Regions from separate parts of the Hordeum vulgare genome. Here regions 1 and 3 are each linked to region 2. A link is a contact called in public Hi-C data. All regions are on one chromosome and are shown on one strand. Each heading gives the region's core, a stretch centred on a gene start, on an enhancer-like site or on the middle of the called end of the contact. The rest is flanking DNA. Distances are from core to core; before and after follow the strand shown. Region 1 holds the start of LOC123411744 (homeobox-leucine zipper protein HOX1-like). Region 2 holds the start of LOC123439444 (hexose carrier protein HEX6-like). Region 3 holds the start of LOC123439357 (phosphatidylglycerophosphate phosphatase PTPMT1-like).

The links. Hi-C and Micro-C count contacts between places; a contact is called where the count stands out from the background.
Region 1: a Hi-C map of seedling shows a contact between it and region 2, with 3 times the contacts expected there. The contact joins the promoter of LOC123411744 here to the promoter of LOC123439444 in region 2. A contact is called at or near these places in 4 of 6 Hi-C or Micro-C datasets (leaf and seedling).
Region 3: a contact with region 2 is called in a Hi-C map of leaf, with 3 times the contacts expected there. The contact joins the promoter of LOC123439357 here to the promoter of LOC123439444 in region 2. A contact is called at or near these places in 2 of 6 Hi-C or Micro-C datasets (leaf and seedling) and 1 of 1 datasets of contacts at active chromatin or transcription factors (embryo).

What each region holds. Positions count from the first base shown.
Region 1 is chr1H:386,523,404-386,526,200 of MorexV3_pseudomolecules_assembly, reverse strand. It overlaps LOC123411744 (homeobox-leucine zipper protein HOX1-like), which reads left to right and starts at 1,386. Exons shown (of 2, transcript XM_045104713.1): 1 at 1,386-2,172; 2 at 2,287-2,797. The coding sequence starts at 1,612. The coding sequence ends at 2,697.
Region 2 is chr1H:387,043,207-387,045,906 of MorexV3_pseudomolecules_assembly, reverse strand. LOC123439444 (hexose carrier protein HEX6-like) reads left to right here and starts at 1,334. Exons shown (of 3, transcript XM_045116157.1): 1 at 1,334-1,690; 2 at 2,128-2,447. The coding sequence starts at 1,552. It overlaps LOC123439454 (O-fucosyltransferase 30), which reads right to left and starts at 1,228. Exons shown (of 2, transcript XM_045116166.1): 1 at 712-1,228; 2 at 1-300. The coding sequence starts at 1,154.
Region 3 is chr1H:386,107,926-386,110,673 of MorexV3_pseudomolecules_assembly, reverse strand. It overlaps LOC123439357 (phosphatidylglycerophosphate phosphatase PTPMT1-like), which reads left to right and starts at 1,353. Exons shown (of 6, transcript XM_045116085.1): 1 at 1,353-1,956; 2 at 2,465-2,587. The coding sequence starts at 1,639.

The DNA of each region.
Region 1 (2,797 bases), core at 137-2,636, 520 kb after region 2:
AGTCCAAACATACTTGGATTCCTTCTTCAACAACTCTGTCATGGGCTTGGCGATCTTTGATAAATTCTCAATGAACCTCCGGTAATATCCGGCAAGTCCGAGGAAACTGCGGATCTCCTTGACTGAAGTGGGTGCTACCCATTCGGTGACTGCTGCGACCTTGGCAGGGTCCACTGCTATTTCTTCTCCTGAGATGACGTGTCCGAGGAATCCGACTTCCTTCAACCAAAACTCACATTTGCTAAACTTTGCATACAGCTTATGCTCTCGAAGTTTCTCCAGAACTAGACGCAGATTTTCCTTGTGTTCCTCCTCGTTCTTGGAGAATATCAGTATGTCATCGATGAACACCACGACAAACTTGTCCAAGTATTCCATAAATACCTTGTTCATCAGATTCATAAAATATGTCGGAGCATTAGTCAGTCCAAATGACATGACCGTGTACTCATACAAGCCGTACCGAGTGGTGAAGGTTGTCTTGGGTATATCCTGTTCACGAATCTTCAACTGATGATACCCGGATCGAAGATCGGTCTTGGAGAATATTCGGGCTCCAACTAACTGGTCAAACAGATCATTGATCATTGGCAAGGGGTACTTGTTCTTGATGGTCACCTCGTTCAATGCACGATAATCGACAACCATTCTCAAGGACTTATCCTTCTTTTCAACCAAGAGCACCGGGGCTCCCCAAGGTGAAGAACTTAGGCGAATATACCCTTTGTCCAACAACTCCTTAATTTGCTTCTTCATTTCTACCAAGTCATTTACGGGCATCCGATAGGGTCTCTTGGATATCGGGGCTGTTCCGGGTAATAGCTCGATCAGGAACTCAATCTCTCTCTCAGGTGGCATGCCCGGCAATTCCTCCGGGAATACATCTGGGTATTCATGTACAATCGGTACTTCCTCCTCGACTACTCTCTATCAGGTGGCATGCCCGGCAATTGCTCGACTTTTGCATAATATATGGAGTATCTGTTTGATCTACTCACTCTGTACCTATTCCAACGACGTATATTTCGATAAAGAGGTAATGCATTTTAAGTTAAATAAAGCATAATTAATCAAGAAAAATACAGTGTGTTCTAAATCAACGACTTGTCCAGATTCGTGCAAATAAAAAGGGAACCGCCGTTGATTTTGATTGATCCGTTTTCTGCAAAACTCCGGCACTGACCTGCCGACAGGTCCGGGGTATCACCATCGGGGAAGGGGGGGCAATCCAAAAGAGGTTGGGGGGACCGGGAGCAACTTCAGCTGGTGATGATTGGGCTTGCCTGCGCTGCTGCACCGCACCGCAGGGTGCGGCGGTGACGCCACGCGCGACAAAGCAATAAATAGTTGGTGCATACTCCATTCCTCCCTTCATTTCCACCCCTCCACAAAAATTTAAACTATTCTCGCTTCTGATCTCAACTCAATCACCACTCCATAATTAATCAGCGCTCTGAGCCCCGATCCTCACTCCGCCCACTCTTTAAAAGCCCACCCCCTCCGCTCTCTCCCCTCACAATCACGGCCACCACCACCCGCAGCCTGCACGTACGTAGCTACTGTTGTTACTCGCAGAGAGCAGGGACGACGACAGATCCAACAAGAAGATCAATGGAGATGACCGTTAACGGGAGGGACACCGAGCACCACCTCGGCCTCGGCCTCGGCCTCGGCCTCAGTCTCGGCATGGCCGGCACGACGTCTCCCGTCGAGGCGGCGGCGCCCCAGCGTGCTCTGGCCGCTGCTGCACCGGTGACGCTGGGGCGCCAGCAGCAGCTGCAGCAGTCCTGGAATGGCGCCGGCCTCTTCTTTCCGGCCCCCTCCGGCGAGCAACGCTCGCATGCAGATGATCGGAGGCTGGCGGCGCTGGCGTGCCACGAGATGCCGTTCCTTCGCGGGATCGACGTCAACCGGGCGCCGGCCACGGGCGGCGCAAGCGAGGACGAGGAGCCCGGCGCGTCGTCGCCCGACAGCACGCTGTCCAGCCTCAGCGGCAAGCGCCGCGCGCCAACGAGGAGCGGCGGCGGGGAGCAGGAGCGCGCCGGCGCGGGCAGCGACGACGAGGACGACTCCGGGGCCGGCGGCGGCGGGTCGCGCAAGAAGCTCCGGCTGTCCAAGGACCAGTCCGCCGTCCTCGAGGAGAGCTTCAAGGAGCACAGCACCCTCAACCCCGTAAGTGCTCTAACCAAATCAACCAAGGTTAAAAAAAAGACAAAGATCCCAATATTTCTTCTTCCATTCCATCCATCTAAATTTGCTCTGCGTACGTTGATGGACATGGAGCAGAAGCAGAAGGCGGCGCTGGCGAGGCAGCTGAGGCTGCGGCCGCGGCAGGTGGAGGTGTGGTTCCAGAACCGGAGGGCGAGGACGAAGCTGAAGCAGACGGAGGTGGACTGCGAGTCGCTCAAGCGCTGCTGCGAGACGCTCACGGAGGAGAACCGCCGGCTGCAGCGGGAGGTGCAGGAGCTGCGCGCGCTCAAGCTGCTCGCCCCGCCGGCGCCGCACCTCTACATGCGCGCGCCGCCGCCCGCCACGCTCACCATGTGCCCCTCCTGCGAGCGCGTCGCGCCCTCCGGCAAGCCGGCCGGCGACGAGAGCCGCGCCGCCACGATGGTGACCCGGCCCGTGCCGACCGGGCCGTGGGGCCCCGTCCCGGTGCTGCCCGTGTTCGTGGGCAGGCCGGCCCAGAGGTCATGATGAACTAACTAGTTAGTGTGCCATGTCATGTCACTTCATGTGTTGTGAGCGGAGAGGTTACCATCCTTGTGTTGCTACTTGATGGAGTATCTAGGAAGAG
Region 2 (2,700 bases), core at 85-2,584:
AACGAATCCAGTGCTCTATCATTATTCTCCTGATATGTCCAGACTGTGGTTCTACAATCATCCTGAACAGGGTACACACAACCACTACTTTCACTGCCTTCTAAACCAGACAGCAAAGACCGGCATCTATCATAGTCACTTGGCAATGATCCACCGCCAGAAACAGCACAGCACAACCCAGCAAAGCAAGTTTTCCGCATATCTACACCGCACCATAATGAAACAAACACCCTGAAATCAATTGTCTTAACCAAAGGCTTCAGTGGGGACAGATCAACTATGTCACCCATCGAAACATACCTGAAACGTAAAAATTCAGAATGAAGACTTGATTCTCATGATGTTATTCCAAATCCATAATGAACATGGAAGCCCATTGTGAACACTGCAAGCTAGAAAAATTATATCATTATTGTGCTAATTAGTAGAGTGAGTACTCCGCAGTGTAAGTGTGTAACAACCACATTACATCTCTATATCCAGATTTCTCTTGGCAGCAATCTCACCGTACTGGAGTCTCCATCAATTAGGATCAGTGTGATTCCAAATCATGAAGATTGCCTAGCATTCTTACATTTTTGGTGTTTGCATTGTTAACATTCTAATGAAGCTTTAATACCTCGCAACATGATTGATTACTAAAGCCCATCATTCCAAAGAATCAGTAAACCGAGCAGACGCAACGCAGAGAAGGTGTGGTGTGGCCTTTACCTCTGCTCCCGGAGGAGCTGCATGGCGTGGTCCCAGACGGCGGCTCGGAGGTCGGAGGGTTCGGCGACCCTGAACTTTGGGCAGCTCCCGAGGGCGACGGCGTGGTGGTCGAGCACGGGGGGCACGACGAGGGTGCGGTTGAGCAGCGCGGCCGCAACCGCAGCGTTCCGCAGCTCGCCCACCTGGTTGCTGAACCCGCTGTGCGGTGCGTACCAGAGGAACCTCTCTCCCTGCAGCTCCGCGGAGCGCCCACACCTCGGGGTGCCGCCGTCACTGCCGGGCGCGGAGGCGGAGAAGGGGAGTAGGGAGCGGAGCAGGGAGGAGTAGGAGGAGGAGAGCAGGAGGGATGCCGGGAGGAGGAGGAACAAGACGGCCACAAGTAGCCGCACGTTCGACCGCGCGCTCCGCCTGCGCCACCGGCCGCGGCTCGCCGGCAGGTCCATCTCGCCGGCGGCCACCGGCAGATCGGATCTTACGGTTGCATCCGATACGAAGTGAGTAACTCTAATGGGTTAGAACTACAGAGTCCATGGGCTCAATTGGACAAGTTAAGCCCAATTTACTTGGGCCCACTGCTCATAGTATCATTTCCAGCCGCAACAAAATCAGAATACCTCCTCAAAAAAAAAAAGAATCCCAGAATCCACAGGGCCGTCGACGGGTGGGACCCCAGAGGTAGTCAAAGGTGTCAGTCAATCTCGCCGGCGACGTGCGGCCGTTTCTCCGCCGGTGGGCGCACGTCAGCAATCCATCCGCCGATAAATTTCTATATCCTCTTTCCCTCCCTCCCTCTCTCCCGCGACACGACACTCTGCCCTTGGACTAGGTGGGCAGGGAGTGATGGCGATAGGGGCGTTCGTGGACGCGCCGGCCGCCGGCTCCGGAGAGTACAGCGGCCGGGTGACGCCGTTCGTGGTGCTGACCTGCATCGTCGCCGGCAGCGGCGGCATCCTCTTCGGCTACGACCTCGGCATCTCCGGTCCGCCTATCTTCCTCACTCCTTTCTAGAGTAGATTGTTAACTCTTTTGGGCTCAACAGAAAGGAATATGAGAACTGAAAGTTGGAAGCTTGACTTGGAAGGAGTTAAAATGGCATTCATGGCTTACTTGCGGTGCATTCATGGCTTCCGTGCCTCGTGGTGGTGCAGATTTTCTCTTCCATTATTGGGACACAAAATCTGATGAGTTCAGGGTGCTTTCCTCTGTTCCATTTTCCTTCAGATCAAGATGATCTAGGTCTAGACTTTTTTGAGGGATTATAGAAAAAGAAAAAAAATGATGCGTTCCATCATTCCATTATTGGGCAATGGATTCGGTGAACATTACGCAATGAACTTAGTTCGACATATGCATTCCATTCCCATTCCCACCCCAAATTCCCTGAAACTGAATGCATGCGGTTCTGAAATCTTCTAGGCGGTGTCACCTCCATGGACTCATTTCTGAAGACGTTCTTCCCGGAGGTGTACCGCCGCAAGCAGGACAGCAATGTCAGCAACTACTGCCAGTTCGACAGCGAGCTCCTCACCGTCTTCACCTCCTCCCTCTATATCGCCGGCCTCATCGCGACGCTGTTCGCGTCGTCTGTCACGAGGAGGTTTGGCCGCCGTGCGTCCATGCTGATCGGTGGAACCGTCTTTATCGCCGGCTCGGCGTTCGGGGGAGCAGCCGTGAACGTGCCCATGCTTCTCCTCAACCGGATCCTGCTGGGAATAGGCCTGGGGTTCACTAACCAGGTAACTCTCTCTGCTGCAATTCAAGCTAATGATCTTTTAAGTCAGTGTGTAACATGTAGTTCAGGAGATTAAAAAAAACTGTAGCACAGTGAAATTTCTTCAGGCATTTGTAGATTTCTAATAGAAAGATCATCCTCCCGGACCCTGCATCAATCCACAAATCTTGTGCGGCTGTGTGGAGCTGTAGAAGCAGTGACACAAGGATTGTGTACAGACATAAGAATCCTGTATATGTAATTTGTCCCAACCTCCA
Region 3 (2,748 bases), core at 104-2,603, 940 kb after region 2:
TGCATTAAAAAAATGTCCTAAAATTTTAAAAATAGCTAATGCCTGTTTTGATAGTTTCTTTTTTTATTTAAAATTTTCCGTTCCATTTTTGTTTATTTATAATTTATATAATTTAGAATTACAAAAACTTTTGCATATTAAAAAATCAGAATTTTGAATTAAAATGCTGACGAATTTTTATTTTGAACTAAAAATAGGATTCAAAGAAATCGCCGGATTTTTATTTTTTTTTGCAAATTCGAAAACAATGTCCATGAATTTAATAAATATATTACTGATTTATAAAAATATTTGTTTATTCAGAAAAACTTCATGCGTTTCAAAAAATGTTTGTGAATTTAAAATAAAATCCTCCAACATCAAAAATTATGTTTGTATTTTCTTGAATTGGTCGCCAATTCAAAAGAAAATATTTAAACCCGTTCGAAATATAAAAAATATTCATGATTTTTAGTAAATGTTTGTAAATTGTAAAAAATGTTCTCGATTTTAAAATTGTTCCCATATTTATAAAATTGTTCACGAAAGATTTAATATATGTAGTTAAACATTAATGCTTCTAAGTCTTTGTGACAATATATCTGTGTGAATTTTGAAGAATTAACTGTTGGATGGATCGGATTATTATTGTATATTTTCTAAAAAAAATCTTGAAATTCAGATTAAATCTTTGAGTTACCAAGATTTTTGATAACCATGATATATATTTTTGAAAATGTAAAGATTGCTTCAACTTGTGAATAAATTTAAAAGAAGAAACATTTTCTTGCATTTGTGCACAAAATTTATAAATCAAGCGATGATATGTAAACATAATGTAGCCACCATCATTGAAGATTATGTCTTTTCTTCCGTGGCAACGTACGGGCCATTTTGCTAGTTAAAAATAAAATAAACAATGAGCGATGGTAACGAACGTAGCAATCGATTGACTTGTATGCAAAGTATAGAACCGACCGCTCTACCGGATTATCGGCTCAACGGTTCAACCCCCCAGGCCTCAGCCAAGGCCTCTCCTGATCCGATCCCTTCCAAACTGAACGAGCACCGCTCGACCTGTCCACGTGGCGCCCAGTCGTGCCGGGACGCGAGCCAACTAGACATATCACCAGTCGCCACGTAGCCTCCTCGATACTCACGCCCGTCACGTTCTCCGACCCAATCCAGCCCCCCACGCCGTCGCCACCTCCGTTAGCCCCGCGAAGCGGTACGTGCACACGGCCACGTCCCCGCAACCCCAACGGGGGGCCGCGTGTCAGCGCGCGAAGGAGGTAGTCTGGGCCCACACGTCGGCGAGCGGGCCGTGAGCCACGGGCGATAAGAGGGGCGTGCGGGTTGCCCGCTCGGGACTGGGCAGTTTGGAGTTTCCGGGAGGTGGGGAGGGGAGAGGACAGAGGAGAGGAGAGGAGGCGTGAGCACTAGGAAAAGTGGGGGAGAGAGGGTTGGATTTCTTCTCCAGGTTGCGGGATCGCGAACCCAATTCGATTCCACCCACCCGCGCCCGATCGATCCGCGCCGCGTTGCTCACTCCCCCTCCTTGATAGATTCCTGTTGGGGGATTTTTGTTGTTGAGTCGATTTTGTCCGAGGGTTTCCCATCGCGATCGGAGCGGAGCGGAGCGGATCGAGTTGGGAGGAGATGCGAATCGAGGAGCTTCCCGGCGATTCGGGCGGCGGGGGTGGTGGCGGAGGGGCGGGGGAGCTGCAGCTGCGTGGTGAGGATGGCGGCGCCGACGGTCGGGAGCTGAAGCTGCTTGGCGAGGATGGCGGTGTCGCCGCGGCGGGGGAGGAGGAGAAGGGGGAGGGTGCGGCTAGGACGATCGTGCAGGCGGCTTTCGATGCGAAGCGGGCGGCGGTGGGCGTCGGCGCCCGGATGCTCTTCTACCCGACGCTGGTGTACAACGTCGTCAGGAACCAATGCGAGTCTCACTTCCACTGGTGGGATCAGGTCGACGAGGTTGGGAATTTTTCATCTCTCTTGATTTCGGTTCTTTTGATGGGATTCCTCCCTTCTGTGTCATCTTCTGTCGGCTAGGTGCTTTACTCTCTATAATGTAGCTTCTAGGGTCTGCTATCGTCCCCGTTCGTGCTATTCAGGGTCAGGTCTAAACTTTTTGTTTTGCTATTGATTCGTGGTGCTATCCTCTGATTATGATCGAGAACCAAGCAAAAATTGGGTGGTTCTACACGGCCCACTAGGGATGAATACCTACGTTTGACGTCTAAAATATCTCCCCAGAGGTGCAAATTGTGACCTAATCAATCTTGAAACTCGTTTCTTGAGGAGGCCATGCCTATGTTGTACTACGTACTTAGGTGTTTGTAAAAAATCTTTCGATTGTTATTGTGATTTTGGTGGCCGTGATTTATTATAATTTTTGCTACTTTCGCTGTGGAGTTGTTTTAAGTTGGTTTGGAATCATAGATTGTTCTGTTCTGACTGTTCACATTTTTTGTTGGATCAGCATGTGCTGCTGGGTGCTGTTCCATTCCCGAGCGATGTTTTGCGGCTGCAGAAGCTCGGAGTTTGTGGTGTGGTCACACTAAACGAATCATATGAGAGGCTTGTTTCCAAGTCACTGTATGAGGTAATTATATTGCCAAACCATTTAGTATTTGACTGTTCAAGTTCTGAAGTGCATGGAATAGGTATTGTTTATTTCAGCATTATTTGTGAATTTCTTGTATGCACAACACAGCGTCTGTAGCTATTTGATGCTCAGGTCATAAGGTCTGGTTGTAAAATCAA